Linked DNA regions of Mus musculus: all the other regions are linked to region 4. Evidence: chromatin contacts called from public HiChIP or PLAC-seq and promoter capture Hi-C data. All regions are on one chromosome and are shown on one strand. The core of a region is the stretch at or near the end of the contact, and the rest is flanking DNA. Distances in the headings are between cores, read along the strand shown. Region 1 holds the start of Fnta (farnesyltransferase, CAAX box, alpha). Region 2 holds the start of Ash2l (ASH2 like histone lysine methyltransferase complex subunit). Region 3 holds the start of Bag4 (BCL2-associated athanogene 4). Region 4 holds the start of Eif4ebp1 (eukaryotic translation initiation factor 4E binding protein 1). Region 5 holds the start of Unc5d (unc-5 netrin receptor D). Region 6 holds the start of Ddhd2 (DDHD domain containing 2). Region 7 holds the start of Plpp5 (phospholipid phosphatase 5).

Evidence for each region. Promoter capture Hi-C pulls out the DNA fragments that hold promoters and counts their contacts. HiChIP or PLAC-seq counts read pairs in DNA pulled down with a chosen protein or histone mark.
Region 1: a promoter capture Hi-C map of pre-B cells shows a contact between it and region 4, with 2.3 times the contacts expected there. The contact joins the promoter of Fnta here to the promoter of Eif4ebp1 in region 4. A contact is called at or near these places in 2 of 39 promoter capture datasets (pre-B cells and stem cell-derived epiblast-like cells) and 1 of 115 datasets of contacts at active chromatin or transcription factors (large pre-B cells).
Region 2: a contact with region 4 is called in a promoter capture Hi-C map of pre-B cells, with 3 times the contacts expected there. The contact joins the promoter of Ash2l here to the promoter of Eif4ebp1 in region 4. A contact is called at or near these places in 5 of 39 promoter capture datasets (the C10 cell line, the HPC-7 cell line, hematopoietic stem and progenitor cells and 2 more), 1 of 484 Hi-C or Micro-C datasets (B cells), 1 of 115 datasets of contacts at active chromatin or transcription factors (large pre-B cells) and 1 of 9 other capture datasets (embryonic stem cells).
Region 3: a promoter capture Hi-C map of pre-B cells shows a contact between it and region 4, with 3 times the contacts expected there. The contact joins the promoter of Bag4 here to the promoter of Eif4ebp1 in region 4. A contact is called at or near these places in 6 of 39 promoter capture datasets (the 3T3-L1 cell line, the C10 cell line, the HPC-7 cell line and 3 more) and 2 of 115 datasets of contacts at active chromatin or transcription factors (cardiomyocytes and embryonic stem cells).
Region 5: a promoter capture Hi-C map of hippocampal neurons shows a contact between it and region 4, with 8 times the contacts expected there. The contact joins the promoter of Unc5d here to the promoter of Eif4ebp1 in region 4. A contact is called at or near these places in 1 of 39 promoter capture datasets (hippocampal neurons) and 3 of 115 datasets of contacts at active chromatin or transcription factors (astrocytes and embryonic stem cells).
Region 6: a contact with region 4 is called in an H3K27ac HiChIP or PLAC-seq map of embryonic stem cells, with 4 times the contacts expected there. The contact joins the promoter of Ddhd2 here to the promoter of Eif4ebp1 in region 4. A contact is called at or near these places in 2 of 39 promoter capture datasets (liver and pre-B cells), 4 of 115 datasets of contacts at active chromatin or transcription factors (the 230-238 cell line, embryonic stem cells and large pre-B cells) and 1 of 9 other capture datasets (liver).
Region 7: a promoter capture Hi-C map of the 3T3-L1 cell line shows a contact between it and region 4, with 2.9 times the contacts expected there. The contact joins the promoter of Plpp5 here to the promoter of Eif4ebp1 in region 4. A contact is called at or near these places in 2 of 39 promoter capture datasets (the 3T3-L1 cell line and pre-B cells).

Annotation. Positions count from the first base shown.
Region 1 is chr8:26,013,697-26,017,139 of GRCm38.p6, reverse strand. Fnta (farnesyltransferase, CAAX box, alpha) reads left to right here and starts at 1,530. Exons shown (of 9, transcript NM_008033.4): 1 at 1,530-1,759. The coding sequence starts at 1,560.
Region 2 is chr8:25,839,121-25,842,279 of GRCm38.p6, reverse strand. It overlaps Ash2l (ASH2 like histone lysine methyltransferase complex subunit), which reads left to right and starts at 1,493. Exons shown (of 16, transcript NM_011791.3): 1 at 1,493-1,698; 2 at 2,205-2,268; 3 at 2,392-2,537. The coding sequence starts at 1,523.
Region 3 is chr8:25,783,568-25,786,601 of GRCm38.p6, reverse strand. Bag4 (BCL2-associated athanogene 4) reads left to right here and starts at 1,393. Exons shown (of 5, transcript NM_026121.3): 1 at 1,393-1,703. The coding sequence starts at 1,431. It overlaps Lsm1 (LSM1 homolog, mRNA degradation associated), which reads right to left and starts at 1,011. Exons shown (of 4, transcript NM_026032.1): 1 at 885-1,011. The coding sequence starts at 930.
Region 4 is chr8:27,258,665-27,261,828 of GRCm38.p6, reverse strand. It overlaps Eif4ebp1 (eukaryotic translation initiation factor 4E binding protein 1), which reads right to left and starts at 1,502. Exons shown (of 3, transcript NM_007918.3): 1 at 1,279-1,502. The coding sequence starts at 1,420.
Region 5 is chr8:29,218,308-29,221,524 of GRCm38.p6, reverse strand. It overlaps Unc5d (unc-5 netrin receptor D), which reads left to right and starts at 1,889. Exons shown (of 18, transcript NM_153135.3): 1 at 1,889-2,283. The coding sequence starts at 2,187.
Region 6 is chr8:25,752,902-25,756,386 of GRCm38.p6, reverse strand. It overlaps Ddhd2 (DDHD domain containing 2), which reads left to right and starts at 2,107. Exons shown (of 18, transcript NM_028102.1): 1 at 2,107-2,201; 2 at 3,214-3,439. The coding sequence starts at 3,220. It overlaps Gm17484 (predicted gene, 17484), which reads right to left and starts at 1,907. Exons shown (of 2, transcript NR_154462.1): 1 at 1,668-1,907.
Region 7 is chr8:25,718,616-25,721,663 of GRCm38.p6, reverse strand. It overlaps Plpp5 (phospholipid phosphatase 5), which reads right to left and starts at 1,616. Exons shown (of 7, transcript NM_028000.1): 1 at 1,513-1,616; 2 at 1,289-1,397; 3 at 1,019-1,109; 4 at 427-490; 5 at 1-2. The coding sequence starts at 1,574. It overlaps Nsd3 (nuclear receptor binding SET domain protein 3), which reads right to left. Exons shown (of 23, transcript NM_001081269.2): 23 at 1,997-3,048.

The DNA.
Region 1 (3,443 bases), core at 281-2,780, 1.2 Mb after region 4:
GTTAGATACGGACTGAGTGAGGGGAAGAGCTCCTTTGTTGTGGACACTTACCGAATACATTTCGAATAAACAGAACTTTCATCTGCACTGGAAAATACAAATCCATTCCACCCTAGTTCCCAACCTATGGAAGGTCTTAAGGGAGAATCCAGAGAACAAAGGGAATTTCTTTTAAGTTCCCCCAAAGGTGGGCTCCCTTCTGGCAGGTAAGTCTCAGTCTCTCTCTCTCTCTCTCTCTCTCTCTCTCTCTCTCTCTCTCTCTCTCTCTCTCTCTCTCTCTCTCTCTCTCTCTCTCTCTCTCTCTCTCTCTCTCTCACACACACACACACACACAAACCACAAGGTAATGAGTAAATAATATATCCACCTGCCTCTGCCTCTGCCCCTCTGCCTCTGCCTCTGCCCCTCTGCCTCTGCCTCTGCCTCTGCCCCTCTGCCTCTGCCCCTCTGCCTCTGCCCCTCTGCCTCTGCCTCTGCGCCTCTGCCTCTGCCCCTCTGCCTAAGTGCTGGGATTACAGGCATGTGCCACCACTGCCCAGCCAATACTAGCATTTCTAAATCCTGGGTTTGATCACTAGCACAGCTGCACTGAGAAACTCAGCACAGAAAAGTTGGTTTGACTGATAACACCTGTGGGCTATTAGGATGTGGGGAAACTTCAGCTAAGATCACATACCGACCTCTGTTGGAATCCCAAAAGTCCCTTTTCTACCCTATAAAACCTCCAAGGCCCATGACCATCCTTGGATTTTTTTCTAATTAAAGGACAGTATGCTTATAAAGACATTTGTCTCTTTTATTCCCACTTTGCCTCAATCGGTTCTGATTTAAGAACCTTCCCTAGAATATATGGTGACCAGACACTATGGTCTTTGCGCTGCTGCGAATGAACCTGGTGCCTATTGTATAGTAAATATTTGTTAATTGAATATATCTATTCTCTATATTTAGAAAGGAGTTCTGCACAGATCCAAATTTAATTCCAAAGACACCCCCCGGATTAATAAAATGCTGCTATTTTATTATAGGATTATATAAACGCCTAGCACTGAAAAACATGTAAAGTGTGAAAGAATGTAAAGACCCTTTTAAGGTTAAAGTGGAAGCCTGAGGGGGGAAAGAGGTGGCTGGCTGTGCACCGTTTGCAATTCTTCACACTCCTAAGATGGTCCAAAAGAAGGGGGCCGCTGGGGACTGGAGATGTAACTCAGTGGTAGAGCACATGCCTAGCATGTGCAAGTCTTCCGGTTCCATCCTAAGCGTTGAAAAAGAAACAAAAGCAAGGAAACAGAAAAGTTACCCAACAAAGGAAACAACAACTAATAACACTGCTTGCCAATTAGCACCTAAAGGCCTCTGAAAACCTGCATTCGGGAAGGGGGCCCTGGAAACACAGCAGCGAGGACAGTAGGTATTCAGGCCAGGCCTCCGGGCCGGGCCCTCTACCCCACGCCTCTATGGTAGGACCCGAGGAACCGGAAGTGGGCCTCGCCGGGGGCGGGGCGGGCCGCGGAGGGGGCGGGGCCTCCACCACCACCTCTGCTGCGGACGGAGGCGAGATGGCGGCCACCGAGGGGGTCGGGGAATCTGCGGCAGGCGGCGAGCCGGGACAGCCGGAGCAGCCGCCGCCCCCGCCTCCGCCGCCGCCAGCACAGCAGCCGCAGGAAGAAGAGATGGCGGCTGAGGCCGGGGAAGCGGCGGCGTCCCCTATGGACGACGGGTTTCTGAGCCTGGACTCGCCCACCTATGTCTTGTACAGGTAACGCCCTCCTGCGGGCCGCGGCGCCAGAGGCCCGGGGCTGAGTGCGAGCGACGACGACGCAGCTCGGCGGACGGGGGCGCCCTCCGAGTCCGCGCCGCGCAGCCCCGGGTGGCCGCAGGCTGCGGCGGCGCTCTTCTGAAGCTAGGGTGCGGTGACACTTCCGTGGTCCCGCAGTGCTGCCCTGCTGAGAGCCGTGCATCATCCGAAAGGCGCCCTTTTGACAGCTCGCTATGGGATAATGTCACTTAAGCGGCCAGATCTGCTCTTTACAAACACTGTCGGGCCTTTGCGTGCCTTCTGCTGCCTGGAGAGAACTTTCCTGCCTTTCCTTCATCTTGGCCACTGTGCACATCCCTTCTGTCTTCCTTTCCATGTCCCCTAGTTCCTTGTCAAAAAGTACTTACTGTTTTTTGTAGTTCTACCTAAACCCTTTAGGTGACTCATTTGCCAGGCTTTCAGGAATGAGTGAAAGGCATTATAGAGGTTTCTGCAGTTGGATGACTTGAGATTGGTTGTGGGGTCCCATAGCTTCAGAACTTTCCTCTGATTTATGAATTATGTTCTTCGGATGGCTGATTTCCGAAGAACTAAATGACCGTGTTTGCCGTGCCTCTCTCCAAACTATAGGATATATATATATACATATATACATACATATGTATATATATATATATATATAAAATTAGCAGGTCATTCTTTTCCCCATATTCTTACATAAGGGATGCAATTTCAAGGTTAACTGCGTACCACAAATGTCTGCTGTCAGTAACTGATTAGTATAGAGAAGAAGAAAAGAATGTAAGTCAAGGCTGGCCACACTGAGCAGTTCATGGAAGTCTCCAGAAGTGCCAGTTGTTGCAGTCATACTGTTGTTTTGAGACTGTTCCCTGGATTGTTAGCATGCATACAGTATGCTATGCAGGTTTTAAGTACTCAAAATTATTCCTTCTCAAAGTTGCCTTCCAAAGTTGACTGGTAACATTATCTTCATCTTATAAATGAAGAAACCAACATCCAGGCAGATTAATGACTTCACACAGGAAGTTGTAAAGCTAATATTCTGGCTTAGGCAACTGTCAGATTCCAGAGCCTTCTCTCCCTCATGCTAGGCAGGCATCTCCACATGCCAGGCCCTCCCTCTGCCTAACAAGTCCCTCTGTAGTGACAATAACTCATAATGCTTCCTTGGACTTTGGGGGGAGTGTTGAAGTATCACATGTAGGACTTTGCGCCTGTGTTCTACCTCCTGAGATACATCCCCAGTCCTAATTTGAGTTTAAAAGGTTAGTTCCTACTAAAATGCATGTTTAAAAAAAAAATACTAACTCCAGAATCTTACTAAGTAAATGGGGGAGGCTAATTTTTAAGTTAAACCTTGGATACTTTCTAGAAGACCACATTTTGCCACACCATAAATTTGAAATTGTTGATTTATTAACTTTTATTTTTTAAAAATAGGCGTTTTCAGCCAGTTGGTGGTGGTGCATACCTTTAGTCCCAGCACTCGGGAGGCAGGGGCAGGTGGATCTTTTGTGAGTTCAAAACCAGCCTGGTCCACAGAGCAAGTTCCAAGGCTACACAGAGAAAACCTTGTTTTCGAAAAACCAAAAAAAAAAAAAAAAAAAAAAAAAAAAAGAAAGAAAGAAAAGTATTTTACTGTATGTGTGTGTGTGCCTTGTGT
Region 2 (3,159 bases), core at 244-2,743, 1.4 Mb after region 4:
AGTGATGGCTATCAGGAACGACCCATGACGTCACAACAATATGGCTGCCCAAATGAGATCTAACTATGGCAATCCTAATAGACATATTAACATGGAAGGGGGAAATCTCTAAAAAGTCATGCATTTGAGAGGGTAAGGTGGGGCATGGGGGGGGGAGGATCGGTCCCCATTCACACAACAGTTGTTATGATGTCTAGGGAGGCTTGGGAGGTGAACGTTTGCTGGTGGAGGTAAGTCACTGGGGGCAAGCTTACACGAAAAAAGTGAAGCCGCTTCCTTGAAGTTCTCCCTGTCTGCTTGGTGATTCTGATAGAGAATTCGAGCTCTCAGCCTTGTCTGATAGTCACCATTTCAGATCCTTGCTGCCTTATCTCCCCACCATCATGGATTCTTATCTCTTTGAACCCCCCTCAACCAAGATCCCCCCTCCCCTTGCTTAAGATATTTTTGGTCATGGCGGCACTTTCTCCTAACAACTGCAAAGTATCAATGATCTCTAATCCCTAAGTGTGTTTGTTTTAAAACAGCAAATTTATGGTCCGTGAGATGGCCCAGTGGGCAAAGGCGGCACTTGCTTGCCAAGCCTGAGCTAGATTCCTAGAACTCACATAGTGGAGGGAAAGAAAGCTCTTCTCACCATATTGTCCTCTCACCTGTCCAGTGCACTATGCCACATACATGCGCACACATCCGTAAAGCGCACACACACGCGGAGGATGGGGGTGAGGCGGCAGTTTCTATTTTGCTAGGGTTTAGAGCCCACCCATATGCTTGCACTCAGTCCAGGGGTTTAGCTACCAGCAGACATCCCTTTCTTACTCGTTTCTGCCCTTCTCGCTAAGGCCCAAACCTTGCTGAATTCTGTCCTCTGCTAGCACTCTCGCCTGGAGCTCTACTTCCCTCCGTGAACTAGCAATTCGTGTTCCTCGAGCGCACAGCACTTCTAGCCTCCTCTGGCCAGATGTTTCTTTTCCTAACGTCTTTTCCACCCACAACTACCTCGGGCTCTCTGGAATCAGACCTCTAGTCTCTCCAAAAGCCGCCTGGAAACGGGGCTTCTGGCGGCCAGCTACGCAGTTACAGACGCTCCCGGCAGGTGTGAGCCAGAGTGCTCCTTTGTTGTTGTTTGGAAGTTTCCTACGTTTTAGGGTTTTAGTATGATCGCCTGCTCCGCACAGTGTAAAGGGGAGTCTCTCACATCCTCATATGTGCCGTGATTTCCACTCTTAGCCACGACTATGAGCAGGCGTTTTGAATAATTCAAGTCCCAAGAGGAAAGCAAAGGACAGACCTCCTAAGTGGCTCCCTTCAAACCTGGGCAATCCGAGTTGCGCCCTGCCTTTTTCTTTCTTCCTTTCTTTTTTTTTTTTTTTCTGGCCTTAAAGCGGCGGACTCAAAGTGCGTCCTTCCCAAGTAAGTGGCGGGCCCCCCAACAAAAGGTCTTTCCCACTTTAAGAGCGCCGTGCGTGGCGGCAACTCGCCGCATAGATATATTCTCGCGAGAGCTTGGGAAGGAGCAGCGATGGCGGCGGCTGGAGCGGGTCCTGGTCCGGGAGTCAGCGCCGGCCCTGGTCCCGGAGCCGCTGCAAGTGCCACAACGGCGGAGGACCGAGAGACAGAGCCGGTGGCCGCGGGGGCTGGCGAGGGGCCGTCAGCCGCCCCGGGAGCGGAGCCCAGCTCCGGAGAGGCCGAAAGTGGGTAAGGCAATCCACTCGCAGCCCCGGGGACGCGCGAGGGCCCGCCCCTCGTGGAAGCCCGCGGCTCGCGCCGCCCGGTGTCGCCCTCCGGATCCAGGTCCCGCAGCCAACGGCTCGGCCCGCCCGCCCACCCGGTACCCTCCGCAACCCCGCTGGCTGCTTGCTTGTGGACTCCAAGCCGCTCCTCGGCTCCTCGGCTCCCATCAGCACCAGTGTGAGCCAAGAGCGTTTCCCCCTCTAGCGCCCCGGAAGACCTCGCTGATCCCTCTTGCAATGCTTGGTCCTGAAAGCACTGAGGACGGCAGCCTCCCGTCGTTAGCCCAGTGCACTAGGAATCCCTGGGCCGCGAACACATTTGTCTTGCTTGACAACCTCCCTCCTAATACTCAGGATTGTTCTCTCGTGGGCATCCCGTTCAGGACATGAAAAAGATATACCCTCCGTATTTGGACCATTGTGTTTTTCTGTTTAGGAAAGGCCATTTTGATGTTTGTCTTTTCATTATAGGGATGCAAACTTGGTTGATGTAAGTGGTCTGGAGACAGAATCTTCTAATGGAAAAGATACTTTGGTAAGTATTTCCTCTGAGGCCTTTGGAAGGCGAACTAGATTTGGTTTTAAAATGTTTAATCTATTTTTTTTTTTTTAAAAAGTAGTCAGGCCATTTGATTCTCTTATTGCCCTGTGGCTCCAGGAAGGTACCGGAGACACTTCAGAAGTGATGGATACCCAGGCGGGCTCTGTGGATGAGGAGAATGGGCGGCAGTTGGGAGAAGTGGAGTTGCAGTGTGGGATATGTACAAAATGGTTCACCGCTGACACCTTTGGAATAGACACGTCGTGAGTACATTTCATGGCCTTCTAGACAGCATGATCCTGGAGAGATGGCTTAGCATTTTAGATCACTAGTTACCCTTTCAGGGGTTTGGGCTTGATTCCCAGTATTCACATGGCAGCTCAAGGAACCCCAGTTCTGGGGTGGAAGGGGAAATTATGTAATCATATTTCTTTTTTTTTAATTAATTTATTTATTTTATGTATATGAGTACACTGTAGCTATACAAATGGTTGTGAGCCATCATGTGGTTTCTGGAAATTGAACTCAGGACCTCTGCCCGCTCTAGCCCTGCTTGCTCCAACTCTGCTCACAACAGCCCAAAGATTTATTATATGTGTACACTGTAGCTGTCTTCAGACACACCAGAAGAGGGTGTCAGATTTTTGTTAGGAGTGGTTGTGAGCCACCATGTGGTTGGGATTTGAACTCAGGACCTTTGGAAGAGCAGTCAGTGCTCTTAACTGCTGAGCCATCTCACCAGCCCTGTAATCATATTTCAATCTCAAGACAATTGAGAAGTATTTTTAAATATACCGAAAAAAAGTCAGTAGGTAGTATTTTGTGCTCACTCTAACCCTATCCAGTGACCAGATGCTGACTGAGGAGTTGCTTGCATTCCTTTGG
Region 3 (3,034 bases), core at 144-2,643, 1.5 Mb after region 4:
TTCAAGGAATCATACACAGGTAAGAATTCGGGGCGGGGGAATGAAAGTGGAGGCTGGAGAGATGGTTCAGAAGAGCACGTGTTGCTCTTGCAGAAGATCTGAGTTCCTTTCTCAGCACCCACACTGTGACTCTGTAACTCGGTCCATAACTCCAATTCCAGAGGATCCCAAGAAGAGAAAGTCATCTGGCTTCGTGGATACCAATATGCCCGTGGTTTAATTACATGTAGACGAGACATAAATACACAATAAATTAAACCTTTTAAAACCGAAATTGTAACCTCTTTATTTTTACAGGACTAACCTCCTTTTAGTAAAAGCAAAACTGTCAAACAGAAAAGAGTAAGTTTGAAGTGACTTAGCATTCGCAGAAAATCCCGTTATTACGTCCGGCACCTGTCTCTACAACTTTAATCTGAAAGTGCTAATGACCCTTACAGAAAAAGGAGAGTGCTAGTGGCTATACAACAGAAAGCCTACGTTCTCTGCTAATTAAATTCAACTGCTGTTGTCGGGTCTGGTGAGTCCTTTCTAGAAGCAATCTCCATCCATTCACTGTCAAACGCCTTACGAGGGGCGCAGCATCCGACTTGGGAACGCGAAGTGGCTCAGGCGACTTCCTTCGCGTGCTCTGCCCTTCACGTTCCCAAGTCGGATGCTGCGCCCCTCGGAAGGCGTTTCACAGCTTGGGGGGCGGGGGGCGGGGAGGTGTTACCCGCTCAAGGACAGAGAAGGCAGCTTGGGAAAAGGCTCCGTCCGAGGCTGTGAAGGCAGAACCACCCCGCCCGGGCCCAGAGATCACTCTCTGGGCCCTTGTCGAGGGACGCCCACTCGAAAAGGGGTCCCACACCAGGCTTCCCCCGAGGGAGAGGTTAGGTACTCACTGTCGATGTCCTCGATGAGGCTGGCGGTGCCGGGCATATAGTTCATGTTTGAGCTCTCGCAAGGCTGCACCGGACGGCCGCGAGGGCGTCCAGTCGCCCGTCGGCGGGACGCGGACGGGAACCGGCCGCTCACCTGCAGCTCAGACACCGCTAGTCGCCGGAAGCGTTTCAGGTGACCCCACCCACTTCCGGTATCGCCTGCCCGTCCGCCGAAAGAGGCGTGCCGGGCGTGTTGCCAGTCGGTGGCCGACCACGTTCTCTTCCCCTCCAGTCAGTGCAGTGAAGTCCAGGTCGGAAGGGCGGAGGATAGGCGTTTCCTCACGCGTGACGAGCGCTGCCCCTCGCCTCGCTTTCCCGACCCGAGGCCCGGATTGACCCGTACCGTCCATGACCGTTCCGCGCTCGGCGTGCAAGGGGCGGGACCGGCTCGGGATTGGCTGTAGCCGTCCTATCCCCCTCCGCCGCTCGCCAATAGCGGCCTCCCGCAGGCGCCTGCGCAATGGGACGGTCGTGGGGGGCGGGAAGCGCTTCGCGGCAGCGGAGCCCATGTCGGCCCTGAGGCGCTCGGGCTACGGCCCCAGTGACGGCCCTTCTTACGGCCGCTACTACGGGCCCGGGGGAGGCGATGTCCCGGTGCACGTACCTCCGCCCTTATACCCCCCTCTTCGTCCGGAGCCTCCCCAGCCTCCGGTTTCCTGGCGAGGGCGCGGGGGCGCCCCGGCCGAGACCACCTGGCCGGGCGAAGGCGCAGGTGGCGATGGCTACTACCCCTCGGGAGGCGCCTGGGCAGAAGCGAGCAGAGCCGGGGGAGGCCACCAGGTAAGCTTCGAAGTCTTTTCCGGGGCTCCAGTCGGGAAGTCTTGGGCAGAGGTGAGGACATTTGGGGGTTTTATACTTAGGGTCTGTTAGGACTCGGGTCTCTGATTTGTTCTTCTTTTGGGGACGGTGCAGAGACGAGGACCAGAGATGCGAGGGGAGCTAGGCTTGGGTTCCATTTGTCCCTTCGTTTTGTTTGTTTGTTTGTTTGTTTTTGCTTTTTTTTTTAACTTCAGCCATCATAAGTGTTCTTGTTAACCACGAAAAAAAAAAACGAAAAAATATTCTGCGCTGACTTCCTAAGCTTAGTAGCAGGCTGCAGGATCTCTTTCCCGAGAGCGTAGGTTAGCGTGATTGGGCTGTAACAATTTATCCTGCGTGGCTCGGGGAGCTGCAGCCCCAGCCCTTACTCAGCAGCCCCTCCCACGGGGAAGGGATCGAAACGGGGCGGGCTGATCACTTAGTTCCTTATCACTAAAGCTTTGCCTGGAATTGAATCAGGAGGGATCAATGTTGCAAAGTACCTTAATGTTCTATTTAATCATCGCAAGACTGCAAGACAGATGTTATTAATGCTTCCCAATTTTTGAATGGAGAAGGCTCTGAGAGACCGACTTGCTTAGTATGTTTGGACCTGTAACATTTTGTTGCTTGCATACATGCCAAAAGTGTGTTTCTATTTTATCTTCGTATGGGGCTATCATTCTAGGATGGTGGCACACATCTTTTGGCCTTTGTAACATTCTTACTTGCAGAAAATTAATTATAAAATTCTCACATATCCACGACGGGATTGTAAAATAGTACAGTGCTTTGGAAAATAGCTGGGTCGTTCCTAAAACTTCTGACAGAGAGTTAATTTATGATCTAGCAGGTCTACTTGTAAGTATACTCAAGAAATAGAAAACAAGGGCTGAAAAAACAAAAAACGACAAAAAAAAAGTCTGCTGGTGGTGGCGGCGCATGCCTTTGATCCCAACACTTGGGAGGCAGCCGGATTTCTGAGTTTGAGGCCAGCCTGGTCTACAAAGTGAGTTCCTGGACAGCCAGGGCTACACAGAGAAACCCTGTCTTGAAAAAAAAACAAAAAACAAAAAAACAAAACAAAACAAACAAAAAACAAGGGCTGGTGTGTTTAATCTCAGTACCCAGGAGGCTGAGGCAGACTAGCCAGCCTGGTTCACATGGACATAATGAGTTCCAGGACAGCCTGGACAACGTGGTGAGACCCTGTCTCAAAAAATGAACAACAACCACCACCACCACAACAAAGGAAAACATGTCCATATACTATTTAATACATCTTTTTAACATCATTAGTGATAATGGCCAAA
Region 4 (3,164 bases), core at 253-2,752:
CACAAAGTTCTGCGAAAAGACAAAGGGGCAACAGCGTGAACTAAAAAGTGGCCAGCGGGGTTGAAGAACTCCAGTAACGGGAGGCCAGAAGCCTGCAGAAAACTTTTCCTTTGGGCCGTTTCTAATAAGAGGGAGCCGGCTTTCTCCCCCTGCCCTGCTTGCTACTTCTTGCTGAGTGTAGGAACTCAGCATGACGATGCACAACAGACACGTGCTCAAGCAGCGAGGCCTTGGTGCTGTGTCCTGAAGATCACAGAACCCAGTGGACACTGACTGAGCTCCAAGATCCCTTCATCGGTGCCTTGGTTCTGGGATCTGGCTGTGCTCCCTGGTGCAGGGACAGCTGCCCGAGAAAATAGGCATGTGGCCCGGCTGCGCCAGCAGTAGCCCAAGGTTCATCACCGCGCCAGGATTCCTCTTGTTTTTGAGTTGTAAGAGGAGTAGTTGGGGGAGGAGACCGGGGAGGGGAGAAGCGCAAAAGTGGGTGGGAGCGGCGCGAGGATTGGGAGGGAAGTAGTGAGCCACGAGGATTTCATCATGCAAACAGGCGGGTAGGTTTCATCAGCGTCTATACTGGGGCTCCAGGGCAAGCTGGGAATGCCTGGTTCCCGGAGGCCGGCCCCCACCCGCGCCAACTCAGCTTCCTCTTCCTCATCCTCCGCCACTTGGGCCAGTTCAACGCTGTGCCCTGCCCCCCAGGCCCGAGGAACGTGTTGTTCTGCACTACACCAGACGCCGCCCCTGCAGGAATCTCTCTCTTAACACAAGCCACAGGTGGCAGAGAAGCACCCTCAGCGTCCAGCCTCCATTAATGAGCGAGTGTCCAAAGCAAAGAGGGCTGCCTCCGGAAAGGTTAAAAAAAAAAAAAGTGTGCAGGCGTCACTTATTCCAAGGGAGATCAACTAAACTTAATCTCCAGGCCAGCCTCTTTCCCTGATCTTGTCCCACCCCAAACTGCCCTGACACCCACAGAGGTCGCCCTTAAGCACATGGTGGTCCTGGCAGAGTGCCTATCTGTATGCTCAGGGCACTCTGCCGTATCTCCCAGGAAAAGGCTAATAATGCAGGCAGTTTGCAGCCGGGTTCCAGACCACGCTCCACCACACCCAGAAGGCGAGCAACCGAGACGGTGACCCTTCTGCTTTCCCGACGCCCCTCGTCCGTTCTGGCCAGCTACCGAACCCCTCGAATGCCGCCCTCCCCGTCGCACGTGAGACTCCGGATCCCGACGTATCCTCCAGCCCCCCGAGGTCGCCCGTGACCCCGGCCAGCGCCTACCTCCCGGGGTGGTGCTGAAGAGCGTGCCGCCCGGAGTGGTGCTGTAGTCCCCGGGCGGGAGCTGCACGCCATCGCCGAGGGCTACGCGGCGAGTGGGGATGGCCCGGCTGGGAGTCTGGCTGCAGCTGCTGCCCGCCGACATGTCTCCTGCACGCCGCCCACGACCCTCCAGCAACCCCGCGGCACCTCGGCCCAGCCCTTCTCGTGCCCGGCCCGCCCCTTCCGCCTGGGCTCCACGCCCCCTGAGACTTGCGGTCCGCCCGGCCCCACCCAGCCCCAGCCCGCTGCCTGCAAGTGGTTCCCCAGCTGCTGACCTAGGCAGCTTCTGTCCTCTCCAGTGCAGGAACCCCAGTGTGGGCCCCTTGGGTTCCCTGGTTCCTCCCCGAGACTCTGGGAAGATCTAGGTAGGGATGACGGTGGCAGAACTCTCCGATTTGGTGGCAGCGTCTCAGCGCACCAGACCGCCTGCTTTCTATATTAGGATGTGACCTCTCGATCCCAGGCCGATCCTCAGAGAAGAAAGGGTGGGCTGATCCTTCGCCATTCTTAACGTTTCTACAGCTTTTACAGTTTTACAGTTTTTAGGAGTCAGAGCAGCGGCTGCACAGCGCACATTCCTGGACTTGGAAGGAGTAGTGGAAGAGTAAGAGGGACCTAGCCAGCCAGCTAGGAACCGAATATAAATCTGATGAGGAATGGGCAGGATCGAAGCTCTGCGTACTGTGGGCTGGGAGGATTAGAGTTAACCGGTCAAAGATCCGCATAGTACTTGGACTGGGTTCCACTCCAGCACTTTGTCTGGTAGTCACTAGGGAGGGAAGGGAAAATGCATGTCCAATCGGTTACAGTGTCTGTGTCAATCAATCTCCATATGGTAGGAAATGCCTATAATCCCGACCGTGAGGAGGCTGAAGCCCTAGGAGGATCCCAAGTTGACAGCCGAGGGAGGGCCAGAACCCTGTTCTCACTGTTGTCCGGGCTGGCCTGAGAGAACACACTGGGCCACCTTCCTCCCTTTGGGAGAAGCATGTTGAAAGGGGTTTTGCTTTTTGCCTTGTTTGGTTGTTCTAGAGGCCCCAGATTTCCTGGAACTACGATTTCAGGGAAGGGCCTGTTTATAAAGTCCAACATCCAAGTTCAGCATTCAAGTGGTCCACACTTGTCCCAGCAATGAGGAGACTGAAGCAGGAGGATTCTAGCCTGTGCTACCCAGCAAAACCCTGTCTCAGACACAGAAAGAAGAGAGAGAGACTTAAGCTGGGCATGCTAGCTCAGAGAAACTGAGACAGGAGCATTACAGAAAAGCTGAGGGCAGACATGGTTGTGGCGAGTTTGATGCACAGCCTGGGCCAGACATGTTAAGACGCTGTCTTAAACCGTGAAAGAGAGAGAGAAAAAAAAACACGGGGAAGGGGAAGCTTGGAACACAGCTCACTTGGTAGACAGTTTACCACGTATACACTAAGTCCACGGTTAAATCCGAAGCATCAACATAAAAACTGAACGTGGTGGCACTTTGTAAGCTTATAATCCTAGAACTCGGGAAGGGAAGGTTGGGGGATCAGCACTCGGGAGGCAGAGGCAGGCAGATTTCTGAGTTCGAGGCCAGCCTGGTCTACAAAGTGAGTTCCAGGACTGCCAGAGCTACACAGAGAAACCCTGTCTCAAAAAAACAAAAACAAAAAAACAAAAACAAAAACAAAAAAAAAACAAAAAAAAATTGGCCAAGCCAAGCCCAGTGGCTCTCTCTTACAGCTGCCTACAGACCCAAATAAGAAACTCTCATCTACATCTCCAGCACCATGTCTGCCTGTGTGCCACCATGCTCCCTGCCATGATGACAATGGACTAAACCTCTGAAACAGCAAGAAACCTCAATTGAATGT
Region 5 (3,217 bases), core at 640-3,139, 2.0 Mb before region 4:
AAGTCAAATTCATTGTCCTTACCTACCAATAGTGATAATATATCAGCTTTGTAGAGTCTTCTTTAAAAACATGTATGAAGACCCACTCCTTAAGATTAGGATTTGTTCAATGGTAATTTTGTTTTTCCACCATTTCATTCATCATATTTTCTAGAATTATTAATGTCAAACTAGCTTATCTATTTTTCAGATTCCCAAAATAAACTGACTTTATTTTTTGCTCCCTGTGGGGACAATAAAGAGAATTAACTATGGTCATAGAATATTGAAAATATAACTAAATTTTTCTTTCTTTCTTTTTAAACAGAAATGCTCATTTGTAAGGGGACTGTCACATAGTCTTCAGCCATACAGGAAGGCAGGCAATGAATGAGTAGTTTCTGGGAGACAGGTGAGGCGTATTTGGTAGATTAATTCTCAATTCACCTTCTCAGAAGGAAAGGACAAACCCCTCATTTACCAAGATTCTAAAGAGATTTCCAGGCAAGTCCCTGGCCAGGCCCCACATCAGTCTTTGCTTTGAAGTATCTGTTCCCCAGGGTTTGGTTTTCTCCACCAGGACCTAAACTTGTTATTGAGCTGCAAGAGCTCTGTAGGAAAAAATCAGCTCCTTCCGCTGACGTGCACAAGCCTGGTGTCTGCAGAGAGGGATGGCCTACCTGTTTATCGGGTAATCAATCTTTGTCTATCATCCCCTTTGTCTTTGGGAGCAAGTAAGTTAGTGTGATTACCTCCTTCACAACAATCTCTCCACCTCAAACCATTTTTTTTTTCCATACAGAGGTGTTTGGGAGCAGGTTGCACTTGGACAAGATTTTTGTTGTTGTTGTTGTTTGTGTGTGTGCATGTGTGGGCTAGTGAGCTTGGTAGCCATTGAGGAATCACTTGCCAATGCTGTCTTTTAATTGAAGCTTTCCATCTGTATTGAGAACCCAGATTTCTGACCAGCTGAGTACAGGGGACATTTTGAAAGCTTCTGACAGAAAGCCATGGTCTGACTGTGGAGACCTGGACAGGAAGCCAACGGTCTTGGGGAAGGGGGTTGTCGTCTGTAGCTGGTTGCCTGCTCCAGCGGATGGGGTAAAGAGACAACTTTGAGGCCCTTCCAAGATCAGGTAAAGATCAAGCCATCTAATAAAAGGGGACTGGGAAGGGAGGGGTGGTGTGCTTAAACAAATGTTCCCTTTCTTTCTTCTCTGAAGACTTTGAGCAGGTCTCCTTTTGAACTTTACTTACTTACTAGAAAGGCAATTTCGAGGGCCTGAATTGGAATGAACAAAACCACATTAAGTGGTCAGATGTGAAGCAGTTTTGAGAACTTTTGAGATTCCAGAGCGGCAAGTATTAAAAAAAAAAAAAAAAAAAAAAAAAGGTTTTGCTTCCTTAAAGTAAAATTTGATCCCATACATCCCCAGAAGCCCTCGATTCATTTCCCTCTTCGTTTTCACATTTGGGCACAGTTGAAGCTTATCATTGCCCCCACCCCCCACCCCCACCCTCTTTTCTCCCTAGCGCCCGTCCCGTCCTCCCCAGGACTGCGGGTAAAAGTGGAACTCAAAGTTGAGCGAAACCTTGGTTTCCTGGAAGCCGCTGTCTCACTCAGAGTTAGCAAGCCAGACGCCCACATTCTGCCGCTGGGCGCTCGCCTCCAAGAGGCCGGGCTGCTCGGCACAGCTTGCGCTCGCGCATCCTCGCCTCCGGCCGCCGGGCTCGGGCGCGCTGCAATCCCGCACGCGCGGGGGCCTCTGCAGCGGGGAGGCGGTGCCCGCACGTGCGGCGGCTGCGGACTCACCTGCGCCTCCCGAGCCCGGCCCCGCCCATCGCCCCGCCCCGGCGTGACTCATTGGCCGCCGCTCGGAGGGGTGGAGCAGAGGCGGCCCCGGGGCTCATTAGCGATGCGGTCTCCAGGCTCGGTTTGGTAGTCCCGGACCCGGAGCGGAGCTGGGGCTGCGGGCCGCTTAGCGGGGACGGCGGGCGGCGCCGCAGGAGGCGATGGGGGCGCGCGCTGCGTCCCGCTGCCCATCTGATATCCCTGTTCCGCTGCTGTAGGGAGCGGCGGTGGGGAAAAAGAGACTCGCCACAGACCACCACCTCCGGGGAAACCTACTGGCGTTGGCTCCCTGCCGTCGTTCCTCGCGGACTTCCAGGGCGTGGAAGAGGAGCGAATCCTGAGAGGAGCTCGGAGCATGGGGACAGGGGCTGCAGACGGCAGCCGCGGGGCGCGCCGGTGGCTCCCATGGCTAGGACTCTTTTTCTGGGCGGCGGGGGCTGCGGCTGCCCGAGGTAAGCGCTGGGTGGACAGCGGTGCGCGAGGGGAGCGGGACTCTCACCTTCGGCGTGGGTTTCCCAAGTTGTTCTGGCTTCTCTCCGCGCGCGTAGCCCGACTCAGTGGGAACCGTGTTAGAGGAGCTCCAGGGGACCACTGCCTTTCAACCCAAGTTTGCTATCTGCAGTAATCCTACAGGTTGCTCTGACCGGGCCCCCCCCCCCCTTGAGTTTGCACCCGCTGAGATTTTCCAACCTCCCTCCCCACCCTCCGCCCCTCAATTGTTGCAGACTGGAAAACTCGTCTTCCCTATATCCTCTCTCGCCTTGGTCCTCTCCACTTTTCCTTCTTGGGCGAGCTCGTCCCTGGGTGGGAGCCCACGGTGATGTTCGAGAGTGCATAGGGAAAGAGGCATGCCCGTGGGTTCCAATAGAGACTGCGCTTTTTTTCCCCTTCAGGGGGAAGCATCCAAGCTGGTCACTTCGCTCTGCACCAAGCCCCTCGGGCGACCCTAGTCTTGGCTCTAAGCCAGCAGTGGTTTTGCCTTACAGAATCTGCGAGGGGGCAAGAGCTCTGGGGAGTGTGTACCCTGGGGTTTAACTGCGCCTGCAGTGCCCAGCCGGATAAGCAGTTGGCCGGAGGGAGGCTGTACTCTCGGCGCATCCTCTCCCTATCGGGTGCTTATACCAGCTTAGAAGCGCGGGCCCTACTGAGCAGCAGGGAAATTTAGAAGCAGAGATTTCTCTGCTTCTAATAAGCTCAGGAGCCCCCCCCCCCCCCCCCACACACACACACATACACACACTCTTTTTCTAGATCCGCTGCACTCCAGCAGAGCATCAACTTAAAGATAAACCACACGGACCTGTTTTGAAGCTGATCACAGGCAGTTCCAGACAGCCCCAGTGCTGTGGCTACCTTTGAAATAATCTAGAAGCTTCCCTTTCCCTG
Region 6 (3,485 bases), core at 858-3,357, 1.5 Mb after region 4:
CAAGTCCAAGGTAGATATATTCTAATGATATACTTTGTTTTTTTTTTAAAGATTTATTTATTTATTATATGTAAGTAAACTGTAGCTGTCTTCAGACACTCCAGAAGAGGGAGTCAGATCTCGTTAAGGATGGTTGTGAGCCACCATGTGGTTGCTGGGATTTGAACTCTGGACCTTCAGAAGAGCAGTCGGGTGCTCTTACCCACTGAGCCATCTCACCAGCCCCCTAATGATATATTTTGATGGGTTATGAAAAAAACCGTTATGTTTTCAGATTCCAAACTGCACCCTAAGAAGCCGCATCATTCTGGGGGCTCCGTGTGTAGCGCAGGAGGCTAGCACACCCAAGGCTCTGAAGTTGATCTCTGGCACTGCAGAATAAAAAGTAAGGTCTAAGGCTTGAAGAGCTGACCCGACAGAGCATCTGTTGCTCTTGCATGGGAAGGATTTGGCTCCCAGAACCAGAGTTACCATCACCTGAAACTCCAGTTCCAGGGGATCTGCTGCCTCCTGACCTCCACAGGCACCAGACACACACATTATATACACACATAGTAAAATAAATCTAAAATGTTTTAAAATATCAGTGTTAAGGACACCCTGCTCCTGCCCCCCAAATGGGGGGAGGGTTTCCAGTGTGGCCTAGCGTGACTGCACGCACAATCCCTTGGGACAAGGCATGAGTTTGATTCCCAGGACCCCTACAGTGAAAGGAGAGCTGATACCTGAAAGTTATTCTCTGAATTCTACACATGAAGCAGCACATACATGACACACACACACACACTGCATTGGCTGGTTTTGTGTGTCAACTTGACATAGGCTGGAGTTGTCACAGAGAGAGTAGCCTCCCTTGAGGAAATGCCTCAGTGAGATCCAGCTGTAAGGCATTTTCTCAATTAGTGATCAAGGGGGAAAGGCCCCTTGTGGGTGGGACCATCCCTGGCGGGTAGTCTTGGGTTCTATAAGAGAGCAGGCTGAGCAAGCCAGGTGAGGCAAGCCAGTAAAGAACATCCCACCATGGCCTCTGCATCAGCTCCTGCTTCCTGACCTGCTTGGGTTCCAGTCCTGACTTCCTTTGGTGATGAACAGCAATGTGGAAATGTAAGCTGAATAAACCCTTTCCTCCCCAACTTGCTTTTTCGTCATGATGTTTGTGCAGGAACAGAAACCCTAACACACACACACAGACAAATATATAAATGTAGTAATTTTTAAAGGTCGGAGACCAATATGGGGCTTCATAGCAAGGCCATCACAAAACAACAACAAAAAAAATCACACAAAAAATGGTGTTACATTAACGTGCAGATATTGGTGTGTAGGTGTTGACTTGCAGAGACTATGTGGTTTTTTTAAAAAAAAAAAAAGTCCACGTTTTGTTCCTTCTCAGTTTCTGGGGGAAAAAAAAAATCTCGAAGCCTTGTCTTATAATCAAGTTAGAAACCAGCAAAGCCTCTTGTCTTTCCTTCCCGTGGCACCTGCTAGTCAGGCGCTCCAGCGACAATCCGCATCTCTAGCCCTGCCAGTCTCCAGAGCGCTGGGCTTACGTGAATAGCCACCGCCATCACCCTACATCAACTAGGTCAAAAACAAAAAACAAAAAAGCCAACAAACAAAAACCTCATTTGCTGCCTCTTACAGCATCCGTATTCTGTCAGACTCACCTCTTAGGCTTTAGGGATAACTTTGACAGCCTCTCAATCCAAATAGAGGGAGGGAATGGAGGACAGACAGACAGACAGAGCCTTCAGTCACCCCAGTCCTGCCCACCGGGGTTGCCGGGACCCATGAGGGGTCAGAAGGTCCGATTTTCCTCCTTCAAAGCCTCAGCGCAGGCAAGGCCTCCCGTGCGTGTCCCCCACGCCCCTAGCGCGTGCCCGGCGCGTGCCCGGCGCCCGACGTCTGCCCGCAGGAGGAGCCAGGTCTCGCGCGAGTCCCCCAGTCCTCACCGCACATCTCGCGACACTTCGGAGGATCTTTCTGCGCCTCCGGCTCTCACCGGGAGCGCAGCCTCCGCGGGCGCACTGCTCTCCTCCGCTGGAGCGCTGAGGAGCCCGCGGTGTGGGGATTGGGGCGCGGCCGCAGGCTCCGCCCGTCCGCCCCGCCCGGCTTGGGAGGTAGGCTGCAGCGGCGATGTGGCCCGGGCTCCCTCCGCGAGGGCTGAGAGCGCGAGCGGCGGTGTGGACGAGCGAGTCCAGGTCCGCGCGGGAGCCTGGGCCGGGGCGAGCCGGGGGTGGAGAGGCTCCAGTGTGCACGGTATCCCGGGGCATCCGTGGACGGCTCGGCTGCTCTCCTAGATCCCGAACTCGGAGCCCCGAGCTGGCGGCGGGAGCAGGCCGAGGTCTCGGGAGGATAACGGGGAGGCCCGGGGAGTGTTGGTTCCTGAGCTGTGCGGTCCGACCGTGCCCGGTGCAGCGATGCCGCTCGTCCATCTCCCGTCCTGGGCTTTTGGGTTCTGCTTCTATGTCTGCAGCGCTAGTCCGCCGGGTGCTTTAGTGCTGGGGTCGGTGGGAACTCGCCCGACATCCATCGCCCCGGGGGCAGTTGAGGTCATTTGTCACTTTTCATCCGAAACTCTGGCTCTGCGTCTCGGTGGGTCGATGCGCAGCTATAGCCTGCAGGCAAAGTTTCTGTTTGGGCGTTAAATGTACCAGAGCCCGTATTGAAGCACACTGGGAGGATCAGCCAAAATGGTTCTTAAGCGATTAGTTCTGTTTTCTGTATAGTAAGATTCCAATAGTTATGTAAATGTGTGTGTAATTAGAAATGTACAATAGAGCCTGGGGCCTTAAACCTACCTGTTATTACTGTCTGACACACTAAATGGTTTGTAGTGTGCACACCTGGAGGTAGGAAATTTCCAGCCTTCGCTGGTGCTGCTACTTTTATTGTGAAAATTGTGGTAAAACACCCTGTTGCAATCAGTTTTGACCGTGTGTTTCTTGACATTTCTGGGTTTTCTAAAGAGCTTGTTGTATGATTAGACATTTTTTAGTTTTCTAAGGAGAATTGGAAGCTCAGTATAGAATGATGGAGCTGAACATTTTGTTTCTCTCCCCAAATAATTGTGTGTGTATAAAAATTATGTAGCTTTTAAATATTGCTGTTTTCAAGAACAGCTTCCAAAAATGGTTATTGAGCATATGAACATTACAGTGTTAATAGATGCAAAATAATTCTCCTGATAGTTTTTTTTATTTTGTCTTCTAGAGCGAAATGTCATCGGGGGAATCACACCAGGAGCAGCTGTCTCAGTCAGATCCGTCCCCATCCCCGAACTCTTGTAGTTCCTTCGAACTCATAGACATGGACGCCAGTAGTTCCTATGAACCCGTTTCTCCACATTGGTTTTATTGTAAGGTACTAGATTCCAAGGAGCTCTGGATTCCTTTCAACTCTGAGGATTCACAGCAGCTGGAAGACGCATATGGCTCTGGTAGGAAGAAACTGATGACTCTAATAAAAACTAACAAGTAATATCC
Region 7 (3,048 bases), core at 367-2,866, 1.5 Mb after region 4:
GCCTGGAAGAAATATAATTTACTCTCTCAGGAAGTATTTTTCAGTAATAGTAGATGTCAATAATCTGTTGACCACTAATGTCATAGGCAAAATAATGTAATGGGGTGAGATTAGTGTTTATACTGAGAAAAAGGCCTTAGCCACGCGGCCAATGTTCAAGAAAGTCTCTAGCATATGATTGTATCTTAGCACAGAGCAGCTAGTCATACTGCAGCTTTAGGTACATAAAGGTGGTCGCTGTGGGAAATACTCAGGACAGGACGCAGACCAGGTGGTACACTTGGAACAGGCAGAGGGCAGGGAGAGGGAGTTCTGGTGAGAAAGGAGAGACTAGTCTGAGAATCCGGGTAAACACTGCTTGAGAATGTGGTGGTGTGTGTGTGGGGGGCGCTCAGGGAGGTTTGAGTGCCAAGGCTTCTCACTTACCTGCCCACTATCAGTTTGATTATGTTGGTAAAGACACCATTCAGAGCTAGGGCAAGGCTGGCAGCTGGAAAGCAAAGAAGCCGTTAGTGCCATCTGCTTGGAGAAGAGTAAGCCACCACCTCATGAGTAGAGCCTTCATTGCTTTGAGATAGAACCCAACCAGAATAAAAACCCAAACGGCCTAGGGGCAGAGAAGTGGAGCACTGAGGAACACCTATGTGGCACCTGTGTTAATAGGGAACACCTGTGTGGTGTCTGTGTTAATAAGGAACACCTGGCCGGGCGTGGTGGCACACGCCTTTAATCCCAGCACTTGGGAGGCAGAGGCAGGTGGATTTCTGAGTTCAAGGCCAGCCTGGTCTACAAAGTGAGTTCCAGGACAGACAGGGCTACACAGAGAAACCCTGTCTCGAAAAAACAAACAAACAAAAAGGAACACCTGTGTGGCGCCTGTGTTATTAAGCACATTCTCATCAGTACTGCTTTTTGGTCTCATGGGGTAAAAAGACATACTTTAGGGGTACAGAGTAGCTGAACCCCATAGCTACTTGCCAACACTAAGACAGGAACAACTGGAACAAGGGCGACTTACCGAGGCAGGCTTGCTTGCTGTCGGTAGCGTCAGCTTTCCTTAGAAACTTGGCGAGGAAGATCAGGGACAGTGGAGTGAGAAAGGCAATGACCTGAAGGTAAAACACAGGGTCGGTAAAACCAAGTCCCTCCTGGCCTAAAGCACCAGCTGCCGCGCACTAACCAAGATCGGGGCTCAGATTGCCCACCAGACGCCTCGCCCTAGCCCTGGAACTCAAGGCAGGGGAGGAGTCCCTGCCAGCGGAGGAGGGCGGGAGGGCAGCTCACGCACAAACATGCGGCCGGTGGGGAAGTATTCCGCCTCCACGTACGGGTTCCTGTAGAGCCACAGCTCCTCGGGCTGGATCCGCCGCTGGAAGGGAGGGAGCAGCTCGGTCACCCTGGGGAGGAAACGGGGAAGATTGACAGGCTACCTCGGCGGAAGAACCTGCCGCCCCGAGCCGCTTAGGAAGTGCGAGCGCCCAGGGACGCCTGGGAGCGTTGACAGATCCTTACAGGAAAGCCACAAAGAGCAGGACCCGCACGCCCAGCTCGGCTCCCAGGGCCGCCGTCCCCATCCCGCCATACGTGCGGATCAGACGCTGACGTGGCCCCGGCGCGCCGTGGTTCCGCCCGCCCGGTGTCCAGCGCCACCTAGCGAACTCCGCGGGGACTGACTACCAGCGGGGCCTCCGGGCTACAGGAAATTCAGAGCTCATTTGCTGTGTTATGAGTACCACCTAACAGATCACCTTTGGGTCTCAAAGCAATGTGTCCTTCACCAACCACCCAGATCAGCTTATAGGACAAGAAAAGGAACGTCATTCTCCAGAGATGCTTCCTCTACAAAAGCAAACCAGAAAGCCCACTTTAAAGAAACTATGTCTTTGGAGCATTTCGAAGGGAAAAAACTGGGCTGAGGGTGAGTGGTTGTATTTTTGTGTCTCATTTCCCAGTAAACTGTACCATGAAATTACAGGTAAAGAACCAGCCCATATTCTTAAGTAGACCATACAGGACAATTTATTAAAGTCAACCTCAAGCAAGACCTGAAATCAATGGAATGCCATTAAAAGCTTTCCCACATTCTTACAGAAGCAGAAAACATATTTGAATTCTAAAGTATCTGTAAGTTAAAAAGGCAGGATTCCAGTAAATACAATGTACAAAACCTGTCCCACCAGCACACATCAGTAAGAAGCTCAAATGTTACAGGCAATCTCACATACACTACACTAGTTAACAGATATGTACAGGTTAACTAAGATGGTAGGCTCATACTTTGCAATAAGACATTGGTCAATAAACAAAATCCTTAAACTATATTTTGAAGTCATTAAACAGTAATGCCCTAGTAGAATACCCCTGGGGAACATTAACACTAACCCCTTAGTGTTAGGAGCGCCAAGTCACAGAAACTAAAGAGACTGACTAATGGATGTTGACACTTTGATATTTCACAGGTCTACAGCGTTCATTACAGGTAAATACAGATGTAAACAATCTATCAAGAACTTTATTCAAAGAACACAAGGTGAGGGTGGGATCTGCAGATATGTGTTTATTGTGTAATATTTAAATGGACACAAATGAATTTGCCATAGCAGTTGAAAATACACAAATCTTTGTATATAAAAAGAACTTTTTAGCCAGCTGTAATCAGTTAGCAACTTGGTTATTAGCGGCAATACAGTTACTTACCATAGGGTACAAAAAATGAGATGTTAATTGATAACAAAAGTGTAATTCCCTCATTCCCTTTAACTGACAAGAATTCCCTGTTGAGGCAAAATGGCAGATACTTGAAAGCCATCTGCACAGAGCAAGGCTCAGTCAGCAGGTAAGGAAGGCTTCTCGTCCCTTAACGGACGCAGTGAAGTCACAAGAAAACCAAGGACCGAATACTGACTTTGGCAACTTCTATTTTCCCTTGAACTTACAAGTCAATGACTTTCAGAGCCTACTGAAGGACAAACAATACTTTTCTCCCCCCTCCCCCATACACAAATACAAGCGCTCACATCTGCCACTTTTGCAATGGATTGACAAAAG